Linked DNA regions of Nomascus leucogenys: region 2 is linked to region 1. The links are chromatin contacts, called in public Hi-C maps. All regions are on one chromosome and are shown on one strand. Each heading gives the region's core, a stretch centred on a gene start, on an enhancer-like site or on the middle of the called end of the contact. The rest is flanking DNA. Distances are from core to core; before and after follow the strand shown.

Region 1 (6,466 bases), core at 1,225-3,724:
TATAGATTTGGTAGCCTTAACTCGTGAAGAGGCTTGTAAGCCACATTAAAGGATTTGAACTTGATTCTTTATGGTGGGAAGCCCTTGAAGGATTTTAAACAGGAGGTGGCAGGGGCACACTTGATTGATTACACAGGAGGCAGATGCTTATTAATGTTTGTGGAGTTAACGTTGTTACCAGGGAGACAAAGGCAGAGTGGCTGTGACTGTGGCATCATTCTCAGTGGTCCCCTTTAGACCAAACGTGGCACTGTGGGAAATGATGCTTAGAGCCGTAAGTTATGTTTGGATCAGCACCCTGGAGAGAAGTCACCTCTTCCTTCCTTCCCCTGTCTGAATGTGAGAAATTTAAAATACATGTTGATGCATATGCTGTCTTATAGGGTCAAGCCTTTGGGGCTTTGAGGGGTGCCATTCAGTGTGTTCAAGGAGAAGGATTGTTGTAATGAGGAAAATACTGATTCTGCATGAAAGGATTTTAATCAACTGCCCTGATACCTGAGGGACACAGCACTTGGCTGGAGTGCTGAGTTGTGCACCATCCAGCCCTTGCTTCCAGCCTACTGGCTTCCTGCTTGGGTGCCTCTGTCTAGGAAGACCTGCAGCAGCTATCCGTCCTGTGAATATTCCTGTCTATGCTTATGTGGCACATCTCAGGTAACAGAGCATGTTATCTCCTTTGAAACCTCACCACAACCTGTGTTACAAGGATTTTTATCCCCGTTTTACAGGTGGGGAACTATGAACCTCAGAGAAGTCAAGTGCCTTTCCAGGTCATACAGCTAGTAGACACGGGATTCAGGCCCCAGCGCTCTACAGGCAAGGAGGACTCCAAAGCTAATAAGCCCCCATTACTATTTTAACTTAGAGCTATGCCTGTTGTGGTAGGAGTTAAGCCTCCCTCTCATACAGGTTGGGAGTTGAGGACAGGATGCACTACCATGGCACAGCCTTCTGCACTCTTACTCAGAATACAGCAGCCACGGAATGTAGGAGTTCCATCAGAGATACCGAATAGTGAGCAACTGGGGGCTTCTTGAAATACCAGCCCCTGGGACCCTGTTGCCCAGCAGGGGAGCCCAATCTGCTCTAGCGGGTCCTCAGAGCACAAGGAGGCCTTGGTGGGAACCTTTGCTTAGCATCGTCTTCCACCTAATTTCTCAAGTTGTATTCCTTATGAGCTCTGGCAGCTGCATTGTTCCAGATGCTCATTTATTTATTCATTCAGCACTTAGTAAGTACCTACTCTTGTCTTTCCTTTTATGTTCAAGGCACATTTCCAAATACTAGAGTTTTGGTGACACACTTGAAGAGACTTTATTGCATCCACCGTGATAGTATTTTTTTTCCTTGATCACAGTTCAGCTCTAGGTTAATATTCCATTAGAACTGACCACCTTCTCTTTTGTACTCACATGGAAGTTACTGCAGGTTCCAACAACAACAATAATAATTGAGGTTGAGCATCCATAAGTTGAAAATCCAAAATTCTCCAAAATTGGAAACTTTCTGAGTGCCAACATCACATTCAAAGGAAATGCTCATTGGAGCATTTCAGATTAGGGATGCTCAGCCAGTTAAGTATCTGCAGATATTCCAAAATCTATAATCTGAAATACTTCTTGTCCCAAGCATTTGGATAAGGAATACTCAACCTGTAGCAGCAGGAGCTAATAGATTCGCCTGCTGTCTGATGTGCTGGACACTGTTCTGAATGCTTACGTGAATTATTTTATCCTCTGACAACCCTAGAGATATGTATTGCTATCTCCATCTTACAGGTAAGATAGACACTTCGCAAAGGTCATGTCATAGCCAGTTCAGTAACAGAGTGAAGGCATTTGGTTTCAGTTCTCTCCTGACGACATTCCATGTCCTATCACACAGGAGGAAGGATTCAGGCTTTGGCTCCTGCTTGATGTCAAGCCATGTATTTAACTCCTACACACAGCAAGCTTTACCTCTCTCTACACTGTGTCATATGACCCACTCAGCTCTGAGTTATGCTGAAAGATAACACTACATAAGCTCAAAGCAAAAAGCAGTTTTGTACACTGATGAAAATTTGACCGCGCACATGGAAGATTGAGGGTGCAGTATTGTGCCTTTGAACACTGGTTAAGAGCTACTCAATTTGCCCAGTCATAGTCTTAGGTAAGTACAGTAGCATTCAGGAATGAATCTGTTGTCCATTCCTCTCAACTCCCTAGATGGAGAGAGAAGACTGGTTTGTAAACAGCCATGATACAAGACAGAAAATGAGAAAACGTTTTCTTCTCCCTTTCACCTTCCTGTCTGGTTTCCTGGTGTTCGTCAAAGTATGGAGAGAGGGTCTGGAATACCAGACTCTTCAGGAATATACCCCCAGGCTCCAGGAAAGTGGTTCCAGTCCCCCATTAAGCCTAGATTGTCTTCTCTTGCAGGATGTAGCATGACATAGAGCAGAGACCAAGATAAATCACCACTAGAAGTGTTTGGTGGCAAGTCCTTAGTCTGCCTATCCCCTTCTCTCTTAAGAGAGAGACAAGAAAAGGAAAAAAATTGGATAGTTTTTGTAAATTAGTCTGACACCAATGTCTAAAAACAATCAGGCTCAAGGACTTGGAAAGAAATGAAGTAAACTTCATGTTTTCTTTGCTTTGGTTTCATAGAAGTTCATGGTTGGGCAAGAGTGGCTTAGAGCTGTGTTATTCAAAGTGAAGTTTAAAAAGCAAAACAAAAGAAAAAAACTGGTTCTTCACCACAAATAGTTTTGAGAAGTACTGACTTATTAAGTTAGTGTGACAGTGTGAAAAATAACCTCAGTCTTTTGATTATGAGATTAATAATACCTGCCTCAGAGTACTGTTTTGGGGATTATTTGATGGTAAATAATATTTTGAGTACTTAAGATTTGCCTACTGCTGTGCACTGTATGTGTATTATTTAATCTTCTCCACAATTCTGTAGTAAGTTTTCTGAAACTTTGACTAGGTTATAGGACTTGCCAGAGGTCAAAGGTGTGGTAAGTAAGCAAGTAGGTAGGATTTGAATGGGAGTTTTGTGGCATGTTCTGTGTAAGGAGCCTGTTCCACATGAGGGCTCACTTGTCACTGTACTTTCTCTGTATCACAAATGGTAGAGATCTGCTTTCTTTTTCTATCACTGTCCCTAACTTACTTTGTTACCTTGGGCAAGTCCCTTTCTCTGAGACTTAATTTTTTCTTATTCACCCTCAAGGATATGCCACATGACATAGGTTTTTATTCCCTAGATCATGTGGCATATCCTAGGAACCAGGGACTTTATTCATCTCTGGTTCCACAGCATCTAGCTAGATAGGCCTGACATATAGTGAGTATTCAGTACTGAGGCCATTGGTTACTCTAGAGGATCTGTAAGCCTCCTTTTACTCTCTACTTTCTCTGAGCATCCTACATACTTTATTCTCTGCCTTCTCCACCCTTCCTCAACATCATATTTCCTACCTAGTTCATAGGACAGCATGACCTTATTTGCTTATGTCTGCCTGTCGTAAGCAGTCTTGATCCTGCATACTTTCAGACAGCCCACATGGTACCCATGTTTTTGTCTGTGAAATGTGTCTAGGATAAACCATCAGGGATAACGCAAGTTAAAGGGTAGAAGGGGCCTGCTCACAAAATCAGAAGAACACTCTTATTCCATTCCTACCCAGTTGGGCCTGGGCCTATGGCAGCCCTGCCAGGCCTGAGTAATGGCCATAGCCTGGAGCAGGGTTTTCCTTGAGCTCCATCGGGGTTTCCAGTAATTGGAACATGGTGCCTTCCAACTTGTAATGGATGGCAAAACAAGACGGGCATTTGTCACTGCCTGACTTCCCTGTGGGAAAGAGGCTCGTAAGTCACAGCTGACAAACCCTTTGATGACTTTTAAACTTCATTTACAGAAAAGAATAGCTATAATCAACCAACAGCAAGCAGTGACTAATCTTGCCACATTATCACTGTGAAGAGCCAACTCTTAAGGCGTAGGAAGGGGGCGGGGGCCATCCCCAGAGCTCACAGCAAGTGCTGATTGGCTCTTGGACTTGAGATATGCCTTCAGCTAGGCCCTGTGAGTTTATGCTCAAAGGATCAGTGTTAGGAGGTAGAGGAAGAAACTGACCTCCAGGCAGATAACAGGGCATGCCCAGTTTTGAAGCTGTTCTGGACCAAGATTATGAGATCAGCTCTGGTCTTGCACATATTCATCCTACCTCTGCCATTTCCAGGCTTGAGCGAGACCAGACACCAAGCTTTGGTTTCCTCATATGTGAAATGGTCACAACATATATCATCACTATCTCATGGCAGAAGGCTTAGTGCAGTTCCTGGGATGTAAGTACTCCACAGGTATTGATGATGATTATCATGATCACGTGTTTGGGCCTGGAGTACCTTTTGTGGTCACATGGTTTAAAACCTAGGTCATATGGCATGTCAGCAAAGCCAGGACCATTCTTCCTGTGGATGGGGGCTCAGTGGGAGCAATCTAGTGGAATGGGAATAACACAGGCTTTAGAATCAGACAAGCCCTTCGGTCTTTCCGTCCAAAGCATGCAACTTAATGTGACTGTAGACAAATTAAGCTGTTTCTGAGTCTCACTTGTATCTGTAGAGTGCAGATGATACTATATATCTCATTAGATTGTGATCAGGATTACAAGAGATTATGCCTGTAAAGCTTTCAACTCAGTGCCTGGTATGAAGTTCTACATATTAAATTGTGTGTTCCCTTTTTGTTCTCCCTCAAGGCAAGAATAAGTATGCATCTATCCAGGGAAGCAGGAGACAGCAGTGAAGACATTCTTGTATTTTGAACTTCTATTTCCAGCTCTGTGTACAGGAGGAAGAGGAGAATAAGGGGATCAAAGAGGAGAAAGGGATACATTTTGTATATTGTTCCTCCCTCCTGCCAGGCCTCTTCTGGTGTCACTACCCAATGGGAATTCCTCTTAAACACTCTCCCTTTTGGTAGAGCCTTCCATGCTGCTCCTACCCCTTCTCTGATCTCTCAGACTACTTTGCCTGGGCAGTAGACCGTCTCAGGGCACGTGTGCCTTGTGGCCATGGTAGATGTCCCCTGCTGGATTGGGATTTGCTTGAGGTCCCAGACCAACTGCTGGATAAATAAATAAATAAATGATTGGTTAGTTAGTTGATAATACCCGGCCCATAATTAGCTCCGTGTTCGGTTATTTATAATTACAATCAGATGGATAAGTCTGTGTTTGGATGACTTATTTGGCAAAAAATAAAGAGGTTGACAATCATTTGTAGGTCCTTAATTCTAACTCAGTATCGAGGATTGTAGGCGTAAGTTACCTACCCATCCCTCCTTAACATAGTTCCCCTTCCTGGAACTATGAAGGGGAGCATGTCACAGATGGTAAGCCTCAGCCTAAGGCCACAGACAAGAGTAGAGGTAGTGTTCAAGATGCAGGGAGGTTGGGATTATATACCCAGAGCATGCTATGGGGAGATAACTGAGGCCTGTCTGTTTCTGCTTTGGGGTATCCTCTCAGGGCCTATTAGATACGGATACCAATGTCAGTAGTACAGGACTAGGACTGCACAGTACAGTTGAGGGGTGAGAATGACTCAGCAAAGCTGGAACCCCCTCCTGGCCGGTGTTCCGTCCTCTCCCAGCCCCATACAGTAGTGGTTTGACAGGAATGGGGCGGGGACACCTTTATGAAGTTCCTAGGTTTGGTTGCAGGTACTAGGACAAGGGAGAGCATGCATAGCCTCCCTACTCCCCACCGCCAACTCCCTTACTCTCAGGCAAAGTGTGGTACACAGGGAGATGACATAGTAAAGAACATATCATCTCAGGGCTGGGATGCGGAGGAGCTAGAGTGCCAGGCTAGGTTCATCTGTTTTCATAGAGCATTTGGGTTATCCAGTTTCTTAATACCTGCTAGTCCCACCCATTATACCGGCACTTTACTCATATTATCTCCAGTTCTTATCCTAATTCTGGGAGGTTGGTATAATTTCCATTTTGCAGTTGAGGACTCTGAGGTCCAGCAAGTGAAAGGATATGGCCACAGTTACAGTTTCAAGTGATAGGTCTCGGATTAGAACTCAGTCCTGTCTGACTCTAGAGCCTGAGCTATTTTTGCTATTGCATGCGCATTTGTCCTTTGTTACTAAAAAATCGTTTTTAAAAAACAGGTTCCCAGAGAGAGAGGGCTTCTTGAAAAGCAAGTAGAGCAGAAGACTGGTGAGCACTGTGTTTCCCAGCATCTCCACAGTGCCAGCACAGAGGAGGACACTCAAGAAATGTTTGTTAAGTGAGTGAAGGAGATAGGAAGTGGGTAATAATAGAAATTGGCATAATCCATATCCTTTGATAGTACATGACAGATGCAACAGAGCACTTTCACATCAATTAGCCTATTTGATTCTTGTATCAGACCTGAAAGGTAATCAGGGAAGAGATTTCTGTTTTCAGATTAAAGACG
Region 2 (6,794 bases), core at 3,138-5,637, 210 kb before region 1:
TGTTGCCATGTTACTTTTCGGAAGCATTGTAACAATTTACAGAGTTGTTGGCTATGAGTGAAATAGCATTTTTAACCCAAACTGATCTAGTATTTGGTATAGTCATTATCTTTATGATTTCTGTAATTTAGTTGGCATAAAATAGTACTTTAAAGTTGCTTTATAATAATGAGAGCTGCTTTTTTTGAGGGGCATACACACTGATGAATGTGCCAGGTGTTTACATACAGTATGTCATTTGCTGCTCACACTGACCCCATCTGGGAAGCCAAGTAGCTCACCTGGGTCTGTGAGCTGGGCTTTGACCCTAAGGGAGTTTGACCCCAGAGCATCTTCTTCCTCGGGTGGCTGTCCATGCTTTGATTTGTGTGTGTGTGTGGTTACCCGAGGGTTGAACTTTGGCTTGTGTGCTTGTTTACTGGCCGTGTTTTGAGGTATGTGAATTTTATGTTTTTGTAGAAAATTGAATGTGCTCTTTGTGTAGAATTTATGAACCCTCTGCTATAGTGGAAGCAACAACAGAGGTGCTTCCAGTAGAGTTGGGGAAAAGACTCAGTGACGCTAGAACCTCACCCTGTGCCGGGACTCTCTGAAACCCTGTTTTCCCCCTCACGTAGCGGCCCTCCAGGCACTGAAGCGTAAGAAGAGGTATGAGAAGCAGCTGGCGCAGATCGACGGCACATTATCAACCATCGAGTTCCAGCGGGAGGCCCTGGAGAATGCCAACACCAACACCGAGGTGCTCAAGAACATGGGCTATGCCGCCAAGGCCATGAAGGCGGCCCATGACAACATGTACGTGTCCACCCGCCCCTGCGCCACAGTTCAGTGCTAGTCCCAGAATGCCTCGTACCCAGGCCATGGCTTTGGGCAGACGGATCCCTTGACTTACCTATTCGAGCACCTAAGTTTGTTTTAATTCTTATTCTTTTTTGGAACTCCGAAAATGGATGATGTGCCTTTGGAAGTAGATCTCATGGGATGCAAAAATACTTTCTGAGTAATTCAGGGTTATTGTGATGAGCATAGTTTCAAGCTGGAAAGGCCTTTAGAAGGTCCTTTTGTCCAGACCTGTGAATGTGAAGGTGGGGAAGCTGTGTCCCAGAGAGGGAAGCTGATTTGCCCTGTGTGACATGGGAGCTTGGCTAGAACTGGGATTACAATCGGTGCCCATGATTTTTCCCTGATGCTGTCAGGGGCCCTGAAATGTGTGGTTCATCCAAGAGCTTTGGATCTGTCTGTTCCTATGTCTGCTTTTGATGGCGTTTTCTGCCTCCTCCCTTGCTCTCTGGCTGTAGCTGTCATATTGACAGTGATCTTGCCCTCAGCAGTCCTTCTTCCCCTACATGGCTACCTCTCATGGCCGTGGCCTAAGAAACTAGATAACCAAGCTTGTTACAGTTGTAACTAAAGGCCAAGGTAAGGAGGCTCCAAATGAAGGCCTCTCTCATGAATACAATCTGCATTTGGGCTGGGCGAGGTGGCGCATGCCTGTAATTCCAGCACTTTGGGAGGCTGAGGCAGGCAGATCACCTGAGGTCAGGAGTTCGAGACCAGCCTGGCCAACATAGTTGAAACCCCATCTCTACTAAAAATACAAAAATTAGCTGGGTGTCATGGCATGCACCTGTAATCCCAGCTACTGGAGGCTGAGGCAGGAGAATCGTTTGAACCCAGGAAGCGGAAGTTGCAGTGAGCCAAAATTGCGCCACTGCACTCCAGCCTGGGCGACGGAATGAGACTCCATCTCAATAAAAAAAAAAAAAAGTTAGAAAATCTGCATTTGTCGTAGTGCTTAGATTTGGCAGCATATATTTGGGGGTGCTAGGAGCCTTTTTTGCTTCCTTTTGGGTACTCAGCTGTGCTGTCCAATGGGTGGGAAAATGCACCCTCTGGGCTTGCCATCTATTTTTGTAAATAAAGTTTTATTATTATTTGAGACAAGGTCTTGCTGTGTCTGTCCCCTGGGCTGGAATGCTGTGGCCCAATCCTAGCTCACTGCACCCTCAAAATCCTGGGCTCAAGCCATCCTCCCACTTCAGCCTCCTGACTAGCTAGGACTACAGGTGTGTGACATCATGCCTGGCTAATTTTTAAAATTTTTTGTAGGGATGGGGTCTCACTGTGTTGCCCAGACTGGTCTCGAACTCCTGGCCTCAAGTGAACCTCCCTCCTGGGCCTCTCAAAGTTTTGGGATTACAGGTGTGAGTCACTGCCTGGCCTTAAAAGTTTTATTGAAATACACTCATGCCCCTTAATTTACTTATTGTCTCTGGCAGCTTTTGTGCTACGCAGCAGGGTTAAGTATTTGCAACAGAGACTGTCTGGCCGTAAATTCTAAAGTATTTACTATCTGGCCCTTTGCAGAAAAAGCTTGCTGATCTTGCTTTAGAAATGTGAGGTTGCAGGAGAAGTAGCTTTCAAATAAATGAGGTTTTGTCTGAGGGTGGATGTTCATTGGACCAAGCTGCTTGAATGAGAACCATATATGCCTCATTTCTGTGTTCTCCTAGAAACCTAGCAGAGTGCAGCTCATTAAATACTGTGCAAATGTTGACGTATATGTGTATATATTGGCTTGAGTAAATAAAGGTTTATGTGATTGTCAGTGTGTAGAAGAAAATTCTGCATATTTGCAGAATTTGCCTTTCCTTTGGGGTCCTAGAGGATCCATAGGTGGACTGAGTAGATGGAAGGCCCATTAGACGGCATGGCTGTCTTCTGTGATTTGTGCTTTTACTTCCCCCTGTACAGAGTTACCCTTGGACTTGAAAAAGAGCTATTGGCCCAGGAGTTAAAGCCCTGCAGTCTTATCTGATACCTTTACTAATTTGCATGTAGGACCTTGATAGTGCCACCTATAGGGTGTTGGACTGGGTAGTGTCTTAAAGACATTCCCATCCCCTTGAGTCTATGATTCTCTATTTTAAAGGGGAGGAGGCAGTAATGCCAAGTAACCCCTCACAGGGAGTCATTGCAGGGGGTGTGGCTGGGAAGCTGATTGTGTGGGGCCCAGTTTCTGCTCCTGCCTTGCCTTTCAGGCCTTCTTTACACAGCCTAATCAATCGATATGATACCTGTCCATTTTATTTAAAGGGACATCGATAAAGTTGATGAGTTAATGCAGGACATTGCTGACCAGCAAGAACTTGCGGAGGAGATTTCAACAGCAATTTCAAAACCTGTAGGGTTTGGAGAAGAGTTTGACGAGGTGAGTAGTTTTGTACAGATCCCATAAGCTTCACAAATGACACCCTGAGGCTGTCCCTTGATGTGCTCTTGAAGGCTCTCAGGCAGGGAGCATTTGGAGTTGGACAGAGACAGGGCATGGTGTTAACCCTCCCTGAATTCTACATTTTGAGGGACACTTTCCCTATTTGGGGTAGAAGCTTAGGTAGAGTAAAGGAACATTCATCAGGACCCTACAGCAGGCTTCAGGTCACTAACTGATTTGAACAAGTAGCTAGCCTGCACCTTTCCAGGGTGGGCCCTGGCACAGAGCTGGGCAGCAGAGATGACTATGCCCTGGAGAAGTTCACAGGATTTGCCCTGAGACAGCTCCAGCATGAGGGAAAGGTAGAGCAAGGAGGGGGCACTTACCCCTGACCTGGGGTATCTGTCTGGATCTCGGCCACCTGCCAGTTTCTGCTGTAGCAATTTGGGACCTTGAGTCTCTTAGGTTTTTAAAATACGGTACCAGCCCCTGTTGAAGGTACTTCACTGTGTGCTAGATTTGTGTCTCCTGGAGGTCAGGTCCTTTCTGCTGGACCTTTCTTTGTGCCTTCTGACCCCTGCTGTATAACCAAGAAAACAGCCTGCAGCTCTTACCTTTGGCTCTCAACACCAGGGTTTTCGTGTTTTTACACTGGAGTTTAATGGATGAGTCAAGTTCATTTCAAATCAGCAAACATTTCTGAGCATTCACTTGTGTGCCCAGCTCTGAGCCAAAGAAATAGGAAAGCAAAGAAACAATCCCCTCTCCCAGATGCTCACGGTCTAGTGCAGGACACCAGAGGTCTACATCAGTCATGTGCAGCAGTGATACGTTCCCCAGTAGAAGCTGCTTTAGGATATTTGAATCACAGGGTCTGGAACCTGGAGTTCACCTCCCCGCAGACTTTCTCAGAGGGGTGTGTGTCTCCATGAGCATTAGGTAGGAGGCATGACCGTGGGGGCTGGGATTCCCAGGGAGGGCACTCACTTTGTGTTTCCTTTTACTAGGATGAGCTCATGGCGGAATTAGAAGAACTAGAACAGGAGGAACTAGACAAGAATTTGCTGGAAATCAGTGGACCTGAAACAGTCCCTCTACCAAATGTTCCCTCTATAGCCCTACCATCAAAACCCGGTGAGTGCTTCTAGAGTCATGATACACCCATGAGGTCATGTGGCGGGTGATCTTGTGGTCGGTTGGCTTTGGTTTGTGTCCTGAGCTTGCCCAAGATTGAGAACCAGACAGGATCCATTGTAGTGGCCACAGAGGCCGTGTCACCTGGCTTTTTCTGGTTTCTCTCTGGAACAGGGTTTCTTGACGCTATGGACATGGCCAGATACCTCTCTGGGCCGAGAGATGGAGGGTGGGGGCAGAGTTGTCCGGTGCACTGTGGATGTTCAGCACCATCCCTGGCCTCTGCTAGATGCCAGTAGAAACTGCCCTGAGTTATGTCAACCAAAAATATCTTTAGACATGGCCAAATGTCCCTTGGTAGGGGTTGGGAGGATCACCCCCAGTTGAGAGCCTCTTTTCTAGAATGATTTTTCCTATTTCACTAAAGAAGAGAAAGTTCCAGGCACTGTGAGAATGTGTGAGAGTGTGAGTCCAGGACAGCTCTTTCCCCTTCTCTAGCATCCTGTGCTGTGCACACCTGCAAAAGCCCCGGCCCCTAGAGACAGCCTCTGGGGGAAGGAAACAGCTTTGACTCCTTTAGAGACCTGATTCTATAAAACCTTCATTTCCTCCCTTCATTTCTTCCCTTCCCCCATCCCCTTGCACAATATTTCACCCCCAGGTAGAAGTAATCCACACAGAACTTCTAGAAAAAGCGAGGCAATTTGATGTGGCATGAGAGAGAACCCTGGGGGCAGTGCATGACCAGCTGTGGTCACCTCCCTCTCCCGTGTATAAAGAGGAAATGGCTCCCTCAAGTAAAGTCAGCTGCCTGGAGTCCTGTGTAGGCAGAGGCCATCCAGCAAGCCTCCTGGAGCTGTGTGGCCATGGGTCAAGCCACTTGAGGTGGAGTTGGGGGTTGGCAAGGATTAGATCTCTTGTGGGGTTCTTCCCACTCTCCTCCCACCTTGCAGGCTCTGGGACTGAAGCCTCGTGGGAATCCTGAGGGCCTCTGTATAGAATCCTTGTTTTGTCTGGGCCTGCTGGAGGCGGAAGGTGGGTGCTGCCAAACTGTGCCTGGTTTTCCAGAGTTGTATGTTGCAGCTTTTAGGCACCAAGGAGCAGTCTGCCTACAGCCTGGAGAGGAGGCTGGCCACAGGGCAGGGCTGTTTGACAGACACCATGGAGCACAGGCAGCCCTTGTTTCTGGCCAGAACATGTTGAACGCACCAGTCATCCTAAATAGCCTTTTCTGTCTTCACACAGCCAAGAAGAAAGAAGAGGAGGATGACGACATGAAGGAATTGGAGAACTGGGCTGGATCCATGTAACGGGTCCAGCGCGGGCTGGGCCCAGACAGACTGTGGTGGCCTGCGCAGCGAGCAGGCGTGTGCGTGTGCGGGGCAGGCAGGATGTGGTGCAGGCAGGTTCCATCACTCTCGACTCTCACTCCAAAGCAGTAGGGCCGCGTTGCTGCTCACTCTCTGCATAGCATGGTCTGCACCTGGGGGGACGGGGGGGAGGGAGGGGGGCGGGCGGGGTGGGAAGTGCCTGCTGTTTATAATGTTGAATTTCTGTAAAATAAACTGTATTTGCAAATCCAACATTGAGCTTCTGGACTACACTGACTCCACTGCTGAATCCTCAATGGAAAGAGTCGACCGGTTGCAGTTGAAATGACCTGAAATGTAGCCTCTGTCCTTGTAAGTCAGTTGACTTGCCGCACATCTCTTTGTGTACTTGTATGGTACTGGCAGAAAAGTCATTTTTCAAAAGCCATAGGCTTTTCCTTGCCCTTAGCTGTAATAATGCATCTGATTTTGATTTCCTCCAGAGCTGTGTTTCTGTCCATCACCTGTGTATTGGCCCTGTGTTTACCACCCTGGCCCACTCCTCACCCCCTTGCTCCCCTGTTCTTCTGGAGTTTGTGACATTGATTTGAAATGGATGGTGTTCTCTTGAGAGCAAGTGAGATTGTTAGAATTAAGTTCCAGCTATACAGTTTTCTAACATAGCTATAAGGTCCTTGTTGCTGTTTGTGATAACTGATAGATAACTCATTGGAAACATGTGCATACATTTATATTCAGATGAAATTATGGTTTGCACTGTCTATTAAATATCTCGATTAATTTTCATACTTTGCTGTTGTGTTTAATCTATCATTTGCCTCGGGAGCTGACCCTTTCCAGACCAGCAAGGTGTACAGTGGAGTCTGGAAACATGGAAGACTTAACCATGACATGTGTCAACAGTTTGAACCAAAGAGCAGAGCTTGTCTCACTAGAAGTCTGTTCAAGTTCTAGATTGGCCCTCACCTTGCCTGGGGACTCTCTGGGTACAGTTCAGGGTGAGTTGGTTCTTGGGCACTCTAGGGTCTTCCCTGTTTCTTCTCTGCCAGTGTCCATGGGCAGTGCCAGCAGGAGCCTTACCGTTGGAAGCCATGGTGCTCCCATCAGACAAGGCT

Evidence for each region. A called contact is a pair of places that touch in the nucleus more often than the background predicts.
Region 2: a contact with region 1 is called in a Hi-C map of a lymphoblastoid cell line, with 4 times the contacts expected there. The contact joins two enhancer-like sites. A contact is called at or near these places in 2 of 4 Hi-C or Micro-C datasets (a lymphoblastoid cell line and an unstated tissue).

Annotation. Positions count from the first base shown.
Region 1 is chr13:29,868,364-29,874,829 of Asia_NLE_v1, reverse strand. All of the region lies in intron 2 of RALY (RNA-binding protein Raly), which reads left to right. Among named protein-coding and RNA genes, the nearest start is that of EIF2S2, 51 kb to the right of the region's middle. Within about 2 kb of position 2,474, the one cell type or tissue checked has an H3K27ac peak away from gene starts, as active enhancers do. A contact at or near this core is called in a lymphoblastoid cell line, where this site is marked.
Region 2 is chr13:30,082,489-30,089,282 of Asia_NLE_v1, reverse strand. It overlaps CHMP4B (charged multivesicular body protein 4b), which reads left to right. Exons shown (of 5, transcript XM_003273540.3): 2 at 618-795; 3 at 3,097-3,211; 4 at 4,222-4,348; 5 at 5,594-6,467. The coding sequence ends at 5,658. Among named protein-coding and RNA genes, the nearest start is that of CHMP4B, 40 kb to the left of the region's middle. Within about 2 kb of position 4,387, the one cell type or tissue checked has an H3K27ac peak away from gene starts, as active enhancers do. A contact at or near this core is called in a lymphoblastoid cell line, where this site is marked.